Regions from separate parts of the Gossypium hirsutum genome. Here region 1 is linked to region 2. The links are chromatin contacts, called in public Hi-C maps. All regions are on one chromosome and are shown on one strand. The core of a region is the stretch at or near the end of the contact, and the rest is flanking DNA. Distances in the headings are between cores, read along the strand shown.

Region 1 (4,964 bases), core at 1,965-4,464, 160 kb after region 2:
ACCTAACGTTTAAACCAAATTTTTTAATTCTTTAAATTTTAAATATCTTTTTAATCAATCCGATTAAATCAATAAATTAATGACTTGACCAATTTGATCACCAATTCAGTTTAAAAAATACTGGCCTTGACCTAAAACCAATATAAAAAATCCAAGAGTTGGACTGAATTGCAACTAAACCTATCCAAGGACCAAGTAATCCATCCACCCAACCCAACGGGCCCAACTCAACTTAGGTCAAGCTTGCACTCCAAGCCAAGGCAAGGCAACCCAACACAAATTCAATTTAAATAATAAAAAATATTTTAAAATTAAAATTTAATCATAAAATATATAAAACAACTTAAAATATATATTTAATATTTAATTAATTTTTAATAATAAAACAGGCCTCTTGGGCAAGCCAAATATTTTGAAACCATACCTCGACCCAACCCAACCCAATTCTTAAGAGGTTTCATTTAGGATGAGTTGCTGTACCTCCCTTAGTTTCATGTTACATTGATAAGATGAAAACATATATGATATCATGTCCTCGTGTTTTTCATTTTCTGAAAACAAATAAAAACAACTTAGATTCTTGAAACCACATAGTGCCTAAAAGGTCTCAACCATTGTCGAATTTTATTACAAAGTCAAATTTAATTATCCTAATGCTTGAAAATAATAGTGAATAAAATGCATTGATCTCTTCACTTTTTCTAATTTTTAATTTGAACTCAAACTTGAAGTTGAAGATGAAGATGGGAGGAGTAATCAAAACTCATCTTTCACTAGATAAACAAACTCATGCAACTCGATTTTTACTCTCTAGTTAAAAAGTGAAACTAGATTGACTTCAACCCAAATTTCAAATTTCGAATTTCGAGTCAACTCAAGCCTTTCACAGCTTGAGTTCAGCTAAGCTTGGTACGCCCCTAGATCTTAAAAGCAAATAAACGACAAGATTAAAAACACCAAAAATAAAACATTTCAACTTGAAGGGAAAAAACTAAACATAATTCTGACACTAAACATAATATTTTGCCTCCCAAGTATCTCATTTTCAAGCCACAAATGAACTAGTTCTTTAAATTTTAAAAGCATAAATACCAAAAGTTTAGCCCTGCATCCAGGAGAATGTCAACTGCAGCGCTTGGAAGATGGTTCAAACTGTGCCACCTCTAAGCCACAAGAGTGCTGGCAGTGGTAGATTCACTGCATGAAGAAAAATATGTTCAGATTTGCAAGTTAAACCCCAAATCTTGAGACCAGAGAATACTCAAATAACCAGTGTCGAGGTCAACAAAATTTTCTAAAAGACCATACCTCAGACCATTAGTTAAATTACTATTTAACCGCGTATGTGTCCTACACATATTTGTAAATAGGTACCAAGGTACAATCCGCCAAATATGAAATATATTTAGAAAAGGGCATACACAGGTAAGACACGTGCATCCTAACCTAAAACACGTTAAGAACATCGATGGAAGCAGAGATAAAAGTACTCACTATTTCCACACTGGTGGTAGCTTCTTTGTCTTCTTGTAATAACGGGCAAGACGGTGAATTCTGCTCTCAACCAAGATTAACCTAAACTTGGAATCCTTGTCTTTCCTGTTCCGCTCAAGGTGCTTTCTGATGGCTACCGCTTTCTTAATCAGGTGGTACAGATCCTCGGGGATTTCTGGAGCAAGACCTGACAAAACCAAATTGATAAGTCAACTGTTTATCATCACTTATAAGGGAAATGCAACAGCAAAAAATGTCAATGACGTGTACCATGGGCTTTCAATATTCGCAAAATCTTGCTGCCAGTAACACTCTTCACCTGAGCAATGCCATGAGAATCACGGAGAATGACACCAATTTGAGATGGAGTCAAACCCTTCTTTGCAAACTTGTAAATGTTCTCCTCAACCTAAAAGATCAAATCAAGATCAATGAATATTGTCAAAAAAATAGTAAACTTTTCATATGGACAGAATAAACTAAAGTAGGGTACTTTTTTCAACTCCACATCGCATCAATGTAAAACCTATGTTACTCGGATTTGAGAGTAAGTGTCGATATGGGTATGTGATATGCTTACTTTTTTTAAAATTTTCCATATATTTGGAGGATCATACCTTCACATTCATGGCCAAATAGGTGTTGAACAAGAGTACTTCAAGGAAAATAAAGAATCGAATTAACATAATGTAAAACCCGGGAAAGAGAGCATTTAGAATGTTAAATGGAAAACTACAAGCAATAGTCTGAGCCTGAGGAAATATCAATTAGTTACTACAAAAACCTCCCATCACTTCAGTGGTAAAATTTATGATCGAAAGTCAAGACAACTTGAGGTTTATTCACAAAATGAACGAGCGGTAAGGCCTGAAACTACCAACAAATAAGGTCCAAAGACCATTATGACTCCACATTTGAGAAATATGAAAATCAAAAAAATCAAAAAAACAACTAAAAGCCACCTTACTCTAATTCTTCACTTTCCTTGAAGTTCTGCGTCTAATAATACCAATGCCCAACATAGCTTCGGCCATAGATTTTGAATATAGCCATTTCAAACCCACATCCGTATCTAATATCACAGCTAAATCCGAGTAACAAAAGGACTAAATGCACTATCAAACTTAAATAGTAACCATCGAGGAATTGCATCACATCTTACGATATTCTCGATCATGACCAATACTTAATCAATGAAATATCCATTAATCAAAAAATAATAAGGTACGTTTCAACCACTAATCTAAACCAAATAGGTTTTAAAAATCGTATATAAAATTAAAGGCACGATAAAAACCAAAGTGACTCACATCTTGGGAAGAGATCTTCAACCAACTAGGAGGAGTTCTCTTGTAAGGCAAAGCGGATGCTGAAATACCCTTACTGCAAAAGAAAAACTCAAATCAGTGACAAAGCAGATAGAAGAGATTCGACCAACGTAATCATAGGTTTGTTTTCAGAGGATAATGAAATCAAGTGTGAGAGGAAAATACAAACCCTCGGCTGTGCATACGACCCATGGTGACAGAGTTTCGAGCTCGGCTGATTGATTGCTTCTGATAGTGTAATTTGCAATGAGCAAAGAAACCCTAGGATCAAAATTAAGGATGGGGGCTAGGGTTCTTATTCTCCTCTGGTCCTTTGCTAGTGATTTATTGGGCCCTTTTTTCCCCTTTGGTGGTCTAGTTTTCTAGTATTGTTTATTGTATATATTGGATCAGGCCTTGCCAGTGAATTTGAGAAGGCCGAATTTAAATGCGGTTAAGAAACGTTTGGTTTGAAAATAACGGAATAATAACATTAATAGCCCCTAAATTATAGGGTATATTTGAATATGGTACCTGTACTTTTTTTTAATAATCTCAATATAGGTTCTGATCATATCTGCTCTTTTTTTACATGATACCTAGAATTACTCATAGCCCATCCCCAACCCATAAATAGAAGGATAATGTGCTTCAGCGCGCTCGAATCCACGTCCTCCTACATTGACAACAATGTCCATACTAATCAAGCTAAAACTCAATCGGCTGATACTTATTGTAATAGCCTGAATTCAAGGTTATTGGAACAGTAGTTTCGTAGCCACAAATCTGATTTAAAGATAAATTTATTTTAATATTTTTGCATGAATATTGATATGATAGGAAAATCATATGAAAATATAGATAGAAGAATTTTACTGATTTAGTGGTTAGTTAGAAAAAGAAATTATTGAAGAAATTGGGTAAAAACAAGGTATCGAGACCTCGATCTCGTAAAAACAAGTCAAAAATATTTTTATAAATATTTATGAAATGTTAGTAATATGGTATTAAAATTTCGGTAGAAAATTTTAATGTTTGGGTAGTCAATTAAGTAAAAAGGACTAAATTGAAAAAAGTGTAAAAGTTACTAGAAGGATTAAATAGCTCAATTGTTAAATGAGAAGGGACATAAATTACAAATAAGCCCAAAAGGAGATATTTTGGGAGGCACAAGCTGAGAAAAATCAGGAGAATTGGTGAAATAAAGGTAAAATGGGAAAATAACAAATTTTACTAACATAAAAATAGGACCAAATTGGAATATCTAGAATTCTCTTCATATTTTCTTCATTATCATCAGTAAAAAAACATCCTAGGGGTTTATTCAAGCTGGTACTTCATAATTTTTGCACCAAGTGAGTTAATCCTTGCCTTTTTCTTGTAATTTTTGTGTTTCTAAGACTTTTACAACTAGGTCCTATTACTAAATTCATTAGTTTTTTATTTTATGAATGAAATTGAAAGTTTCCATGAATATGTGCTAGAATTTTATGATGAAATAGCATGAAATTGAAGCTTTAATTTGTTTATGATATGATTTTATTAGGTAATTTCAATAGAAATTGATTTGTAAGACCTAATAGTGAAAAAGTTTGGAATTAAAGTCTAGTGCTAAAATTCTTATTCCAAAGGTTATAAAGTAGTTTAAAGTGATAGAATAAAGTGTTAATTGAGAAAAATAAGCTCAATTGAGAGGTTAATTGAGCAGGGATGAAATTATCATTTATTGAAAGCTTAGGAGAAAAATGGTAATTAACATCATGCACCAAAATAGTTTTGGACAGCAGCAGTAGTCTAACTTTAAGAAATCACCAAAAATTTTAGAGATCGAATTAGAGGATGAATAAAATATGAAATTAAATATTATTAATTCTAGTTTCTTAAAAAATAAACGGTGTAAGCAATGAAATTTTAAATCATGAGATATAATAGGTTTTGTGAGACAAGATCAGAATGAATTTGGGTTCCCCTGTTTTGACTTTGAAAAATCATCAAAAATTGAAGAAAAATTAATTAGGGGCTTAAATTTATATTTTTAAAATCCTTAATGAGTATATTTTCAAAAGAAATAAACGAGAACATCATTCGAATTATGTATAATGATATAATTAATTTTTAGTGAAGAGGGGTCGGAACTGTCAAACAGTGAAACAGGGGAACTTT
Region 2 (5,556 bases), core at 2,005-4,504:
ATGTATATATATTTTTAATTGAAGTACTAAGCTCGCGAGACCCGTGTCGTGTCAAGTTTAGTTTTAATTAATGATCTTAATTTGTTAGGTTCACCAATCTCAGGTCACTTTCATCTGTCTCATTTCCTATTCTGTGATCAAACTCAAACATAATTTATCATAAAAGTTGGTTCGACTATGAAAGTCCTAGAGGGACACTCGAGAGATATAAAAACTTTGCTTAGATAACCTTTGAAACTGCACCTCCACTCATGATGTGAATCACTATAATAAATTATAATCTATTATAACAATGTTAAAATTTTAATTTAGTTTAAAATAAGTGATTTTTTAATATTCTTAGATAAGATAAGCTTCATTATTGAATTATTGGTTTAGCTCTTAAAACCCAATGAAGGGTAAAAAATTGAAATAGAGTTCCCAATACTTAATTCAAACTATTCATGAACCACATTTAAGCCACGAAATGTTTTAGTTAATCTCTAAAATTCCCCTTCTCTAAAAGAAAAAAGTAATTGAGTTTAATATATGTAATACGTCTTTGTCTTTGACTTCCATTACGGTACGTTTCTTTATTTTGGTAGGTGATCGACAAAGTTATTCAAAATATTCGGAGTTTTGATGTTTGAACGTCAAACACTCTGCATAGTCATAATTCATTTCATGTTTTTATTTTCTTTTGGTAATAATGGGTAAACTACTAAAATGGTTTTTTTTGTTTGACTTAGGTTACATTTTAGTCACTTATGTTTCAAATGTTACGTTTTAGTCATGTTTTCGTGTTGTAACATTTTAGTCACTGAGCCGTTAATGGTCTAACAATATGCTGATGTGGCACATTAAATAATTATTTCATACGGAAATTTTAAGTTAAATTCTACAATTGATCCTTATATTTTTTTATTTTGAGCAATTTATTTTTTTCTTTTATGTTCTTTTAACTTTTTTTTCTTTATTTTCCATTCTTTATTTCTTTTAACGTAATTTTTTATGTTTTCCATTCGTTAAAACGAGTCCACAAGCTCGTCTCATTTAAAAAAAATTAAAATATTTTAAAAAAACAAAAGTTTAAGAACTAGTTTTAACAAATGGAAAACATAGAAAAACTACGTTAAAAGAAATAAATAAAGGAGAAAAATAGGGGAGAAGCAAAAGAGAATAGAAAATAAAGAAAAAAATATGAAAGTTAAAAGAACATAAAAGAAAAAAAATTAAATTGCTCAAAACGAAAAAATATGGGATCCGATTGTATAAATTAACATAAAATTTTTGTTTGAAATAATAATTTAACATGCCACGATAGTTTACTGTTACACCATTAACGGCTTAGTAACTAAAATGTTATAACATTATAATGTAAGTGATTAAAATGTAATATTTTAAATATAAGTTACTAAAATATAACTTAAAGTAAACAAAAATGATTATTTTAATAGTTTACTGTTCGAATGTGAATGAGTGCTTAATATTTTTATTTTAAATTCATTAAATCTTGATCTATTATTATTGTTACGTTCTACATTTCCATTTCCGTACGAAACACTCATCTCTTTTAACTCTTGCAAGCAATAATATACCCAACCAAACCCTATCTTTATTTCTATATATCTATAGATATATTAAACTATTGTATCGAAAATTATTAAAATATATATTTTTAGGCATAATGATTTATTTAGTCATTTAGTTTTATAAAAATTTTTTTTTAGCTATTCATATAATTTTTTTTATCTCTTTTAATTATTGAATTTGTATTTTTTTGTCAAATCACCCTAAAATGAATAGAAAAATTAAACTTTGCTAATGTGAACATATATGTAGATTACCATGTGGATATCACATTAGCAATTAATTAAATTTTTAAAAAATCATGAAAAATTCCAAAAAAATAGAACATTATTAAAATTATTTAAAACTTTTGTAAAAAATAAAAAATCTATCTTATAAAGTTTTTTAAAAAAATTAAAAAATAATTAATTAATTATGTGGGATTCATATAGCTATCTATGTTTATGTTCACGTCAGTAAAGTTAATGTTTGCCAACATTTTCATCTATTTTGAGGTGATTTGATTAAAAATAAACACAAGCATGAATTGCAGAAGAAGTTCTTGCAGTTAAAACGCCGTGTGTTCAAAGTTTAAAACAAACGAAAAATTATATAGATGACTAAAATGATTTTTTTATAAAATTGAAAGGTTGAATAAATCATTATGCTTAAATATGAAATAACAAATATTAATATAATGACATTTTCTGTCTTTTCATTTTTAATAAAATAATACTATAATATAATTTAAACTTTTAATTTAACCATTCAATTAATATTTTAAAGTAAATTTATTATAAATTTATTTTTTTACATATTTTTTTTCACCCGTGCCATTAAACTAGTTTATATATATAATTTTTTTAATATAAATATCGTTTTCAAAAATATATATCAAATTCGTAAAGTTAAGCAATCATCTTTGGTTGAATTTGATGTTATAAGTTAAGTATAGATTATAATAAATTAAATACAAATATTTAAATATTCCAATTTAAAAAAAATAATAACCGTTCAAAATTAATACTTATTTAAAGGTTAGCTTTTTCAATTTAAGAAAAAAATGTTATTAATTCATATTTTATCAATTTAGTTTTTTTAGTTAAATTTGATCCTAACCTTTAAAAAAGAGTTAAATTTAACAATCAAACTTTTAAAAAGGAATTAAAATGATTTTTTCGATAATACTAATTAAAATGTTAAAATTTTAAACATGATAATTTACATGACAATTTAGGTGTACTCTATGTTGTTGTTTTTTTGAATTTTTTATATTTTTAATATTATATTTTTATAATTTTTAAATTATTTGTGACGCGGCATATAAGATAAATAATGTTATGTTAACATGATATGCATATGAACTGTCATGTGTATGGTTAATGTTATAATTTAATATTTTAGTCATCATTTCCGTTAAAAAAATTTGACTAATTTTTGAGAAGTTAAGAGTTCGATTTTGTTAAAAAAATAAAAGCTAAATCGACAAAAAAAAATATAAACATGGAGGATTGAAATTTTTCCGAATTTATCATTTGCAACCGTAATCATTGAAGTCCTTGTTGAAGACCCGACTCACATGGCCCGACCCGAGTCTAATCACATAAAAGGAACCGCAGGAGAAGCCAGAAGGCCCAAACCTATTATCGTCTTTTCACTTTTATTTATTCATATTTATTTTTAATATTTAAAGACAATAATAGCTTAGCAAGTCTGGATCTCTTCAATTCAGTCTCTTAGTTTTCGTGTTCTTGTTGTTTACTTCTAAGTCTCTTGATTTATCGATTTTAGTTTTCATTCAGCTGAAAAGAAAATTTGAAAAAAAAAGATTATTATTATTTTTTATTTTTTGTATCTGGATTCTTCAAAATCGAATAACGGTTCGTATGTTCGTATGTTGAGATTTTAAAATTTTGTTGTCTCGATTTTGAATTTAAGATCTAGGTTTTTTGAAAAAATAAATCTTTTTCTTTCTTCTTTTTCATGTCTATTTGTTGAAATTGTGTATTTGCTTATTGTGCAGAGATACTCAGCACAATGGCTAAAAGTAGCTTCAAGATCGAGCATGACTTTGGTATTTACTGATATTTGTGTATTAGTATTAGTTTTTGTTATTGATTTAGCTATTTTTTGGTTGGCTTTGTTAATTTATGGCTTCTTGATGTTTAGAGAAAAGGCGCGCTGAGGCTGCAAGAATTAGGGTAAAATACCCAGATAGAATTCCAGTAAGAATCAATCATTAACTATATCTGTTTTATTATTTTTAATTTTTTTTTCTGATGTTAAAATAGCAATTTTGATTGTTCTATCGCTTGTTTGTCCTTGGTTTATGTAGTGCCATGTGTTTTTAACTTTTAAATTTTGTTGAGAATTTCTGTTAGGTATCAGTTTATGTTCCATATTTTAGATCAAATGACAATTTCCATATACCAACTTTAGGGGTTGGACTAGTCTGGCTTGCATTTCCTTGACTTTGTAGTGTAATATTCCACTGTGTTGTTAAGGCGTGTGTGCACCTAGGCTACCTACGATGTTGTGCTTGCAGCGTAACGGTAATGATACCTATTGTGTCATGTCAGTAATATGCTTTGTTTGATGTATGTTCATGGGATCTGGCTCAAGGATTTTAAGCAATTATTTGACAGATGAATTGGCAATACTGTCATTACTGTGTAGACAGGATTGCAGTCCCTTTGTTTGCTATTGGACCATGGTTAAGGCATGCATCTATTAACATCGTGTGATACTTATTGTGTTGTGATTGCAGCATAGTAATACATGTCGCGTTAATATCAGTAATTTGCTTTGTTTTTAATGTATGTTCGTGAGAAATGGCTTGAGGATTTCAAGCAATAGTTGAATATTTGTATTGGTTGGATTGTCGTTACTTTCTAGACATGATTGAATGAATAGAACGATATCATGTAACAACTTTTTGTTTCGGGAAAACCTGTGCCTGTTTTAAGCTGGTGAAAAGGAAAACTTTTGCTATTTAGGGCATGGCTAAATTAGAACAGCTAATTATGAGGCATTGAATAATTTAAAATCTCAATAAAGATTAAATTCCCTTCAGATACTCTATGCCTCCCTGCTGAGGAGGAGAAAAAGGCCCTTTAAGGAGGAACAAGAAAAGCATGAAACTCGAGCAGTTAAAAGTTTAGAGCGCTCAATATCTTAATCCTGGAATAAATTACTAATCTTTATATTAAAAGCATATAAGGTTAAATGGAGGCTGCTTGAATTGGTTTATGCATGTTTGGTCCATCTCCTTGCATGGTGCAAAAGAAAAGCTTATGCTTTCTGACCCCAATCTTTCTTATATTGATATTTGCTCATTAGGTGATTGTGGAGAAGACGAAAGGAAACGACATCCCTAACATTGACAAGAAGAAGTAAGCAACAATTTCATGCCTAGTGCTCAACATCTCCATATTATTAATTTATTAGACACTGGTGATGACATTGATTATATAATTTACAGATACTTAGTACCAGCTGACTTGACAGTGGGTCAATTTGTCTATGTGATCCGAAAAAGAATCAAATTGAGTGCTGAAAAGGCTATCTTCTTATTTGTGGACAATGTCCTCCCTCCAACTGGTATTTTCCTATGCTAGTTCTTTCTTGGCTTAAAAAAATGTAAAAAGAACTCTTAAGTTTTATAACTATATTTAAGTAACCCTCTCATATTTATTACCCAAATAAGATATTAACATTTGATGTATACCTAAAACAAGCCTTTAACTCAAGGCGATATTTTATTTAAATATTAAGGGCTCAAATCAAAGGATAAAAGTTTTAGTATAATAAAAGCTTAGGGGCTTACTTAAAGTTCTGGGACATTTTTTCATCGTCTTCTTTTTTCTATTCAATGTTAAATGCTACACTGTCATTTTTTTTTCTTTTTACAAATTGATATAAATTTGCAGGAGCAATTATGTCAACCATCTATGATGAAAAGAAGGATGAAGATGGATTTCTGTATGTTACATACAGTGGGGAAAATAC

Evidence for each region. Hi-C and Micro-C count contacts between places; a contact is called where the count stands out from the background.
Region 1: a contact with region 2 is called in a Hi-C map of leaf, with 2.6 times the contacts expected there. The contact joins the promoter of LOC107920890 here to the promoter of LOC107937451 in region 2. A contact is called at or near these places in 6 of 34 Hi-C or Micro-C datasets (callus and leaf).

What each region holds. Positions count from the first base shown.
Region 1 is chrD08:3,714,612-3,719,575 of Gossypium_hirsutum_v2.1, forward strand. It overlaps LOC107920890 (40S ribosomal protein S13), which reads right to left and starts at 3,215. Exons shown (of 5, transcript XM_016850710.2): 1 at 2,992-3,215; 2 at 2,805-2,877; 3 at 1,765-1,903; 4 at 1,495-1,681; 5 at 948-1,197. The coding sequence starts at 3,014. The coding sequence ends at 1,164.
Region 2 is chrD08:3,557,276-3,562,831 of Gossypium_hirsutum_v2.1, forward strand. LOC107937451 (autophagy-related protein 8f) reads left to right here and starts at 3,255. Exons shown (of 6, transcript XM_016870334.2): 1 at 3,255-3,428; 2 at 3,572-3,622; 3 at 3,718-3,773; 4 at 4,888-4,940; 5 at 5,030-5,148; 6 at 5,478-5,556. The coding sequence starts at 3,586.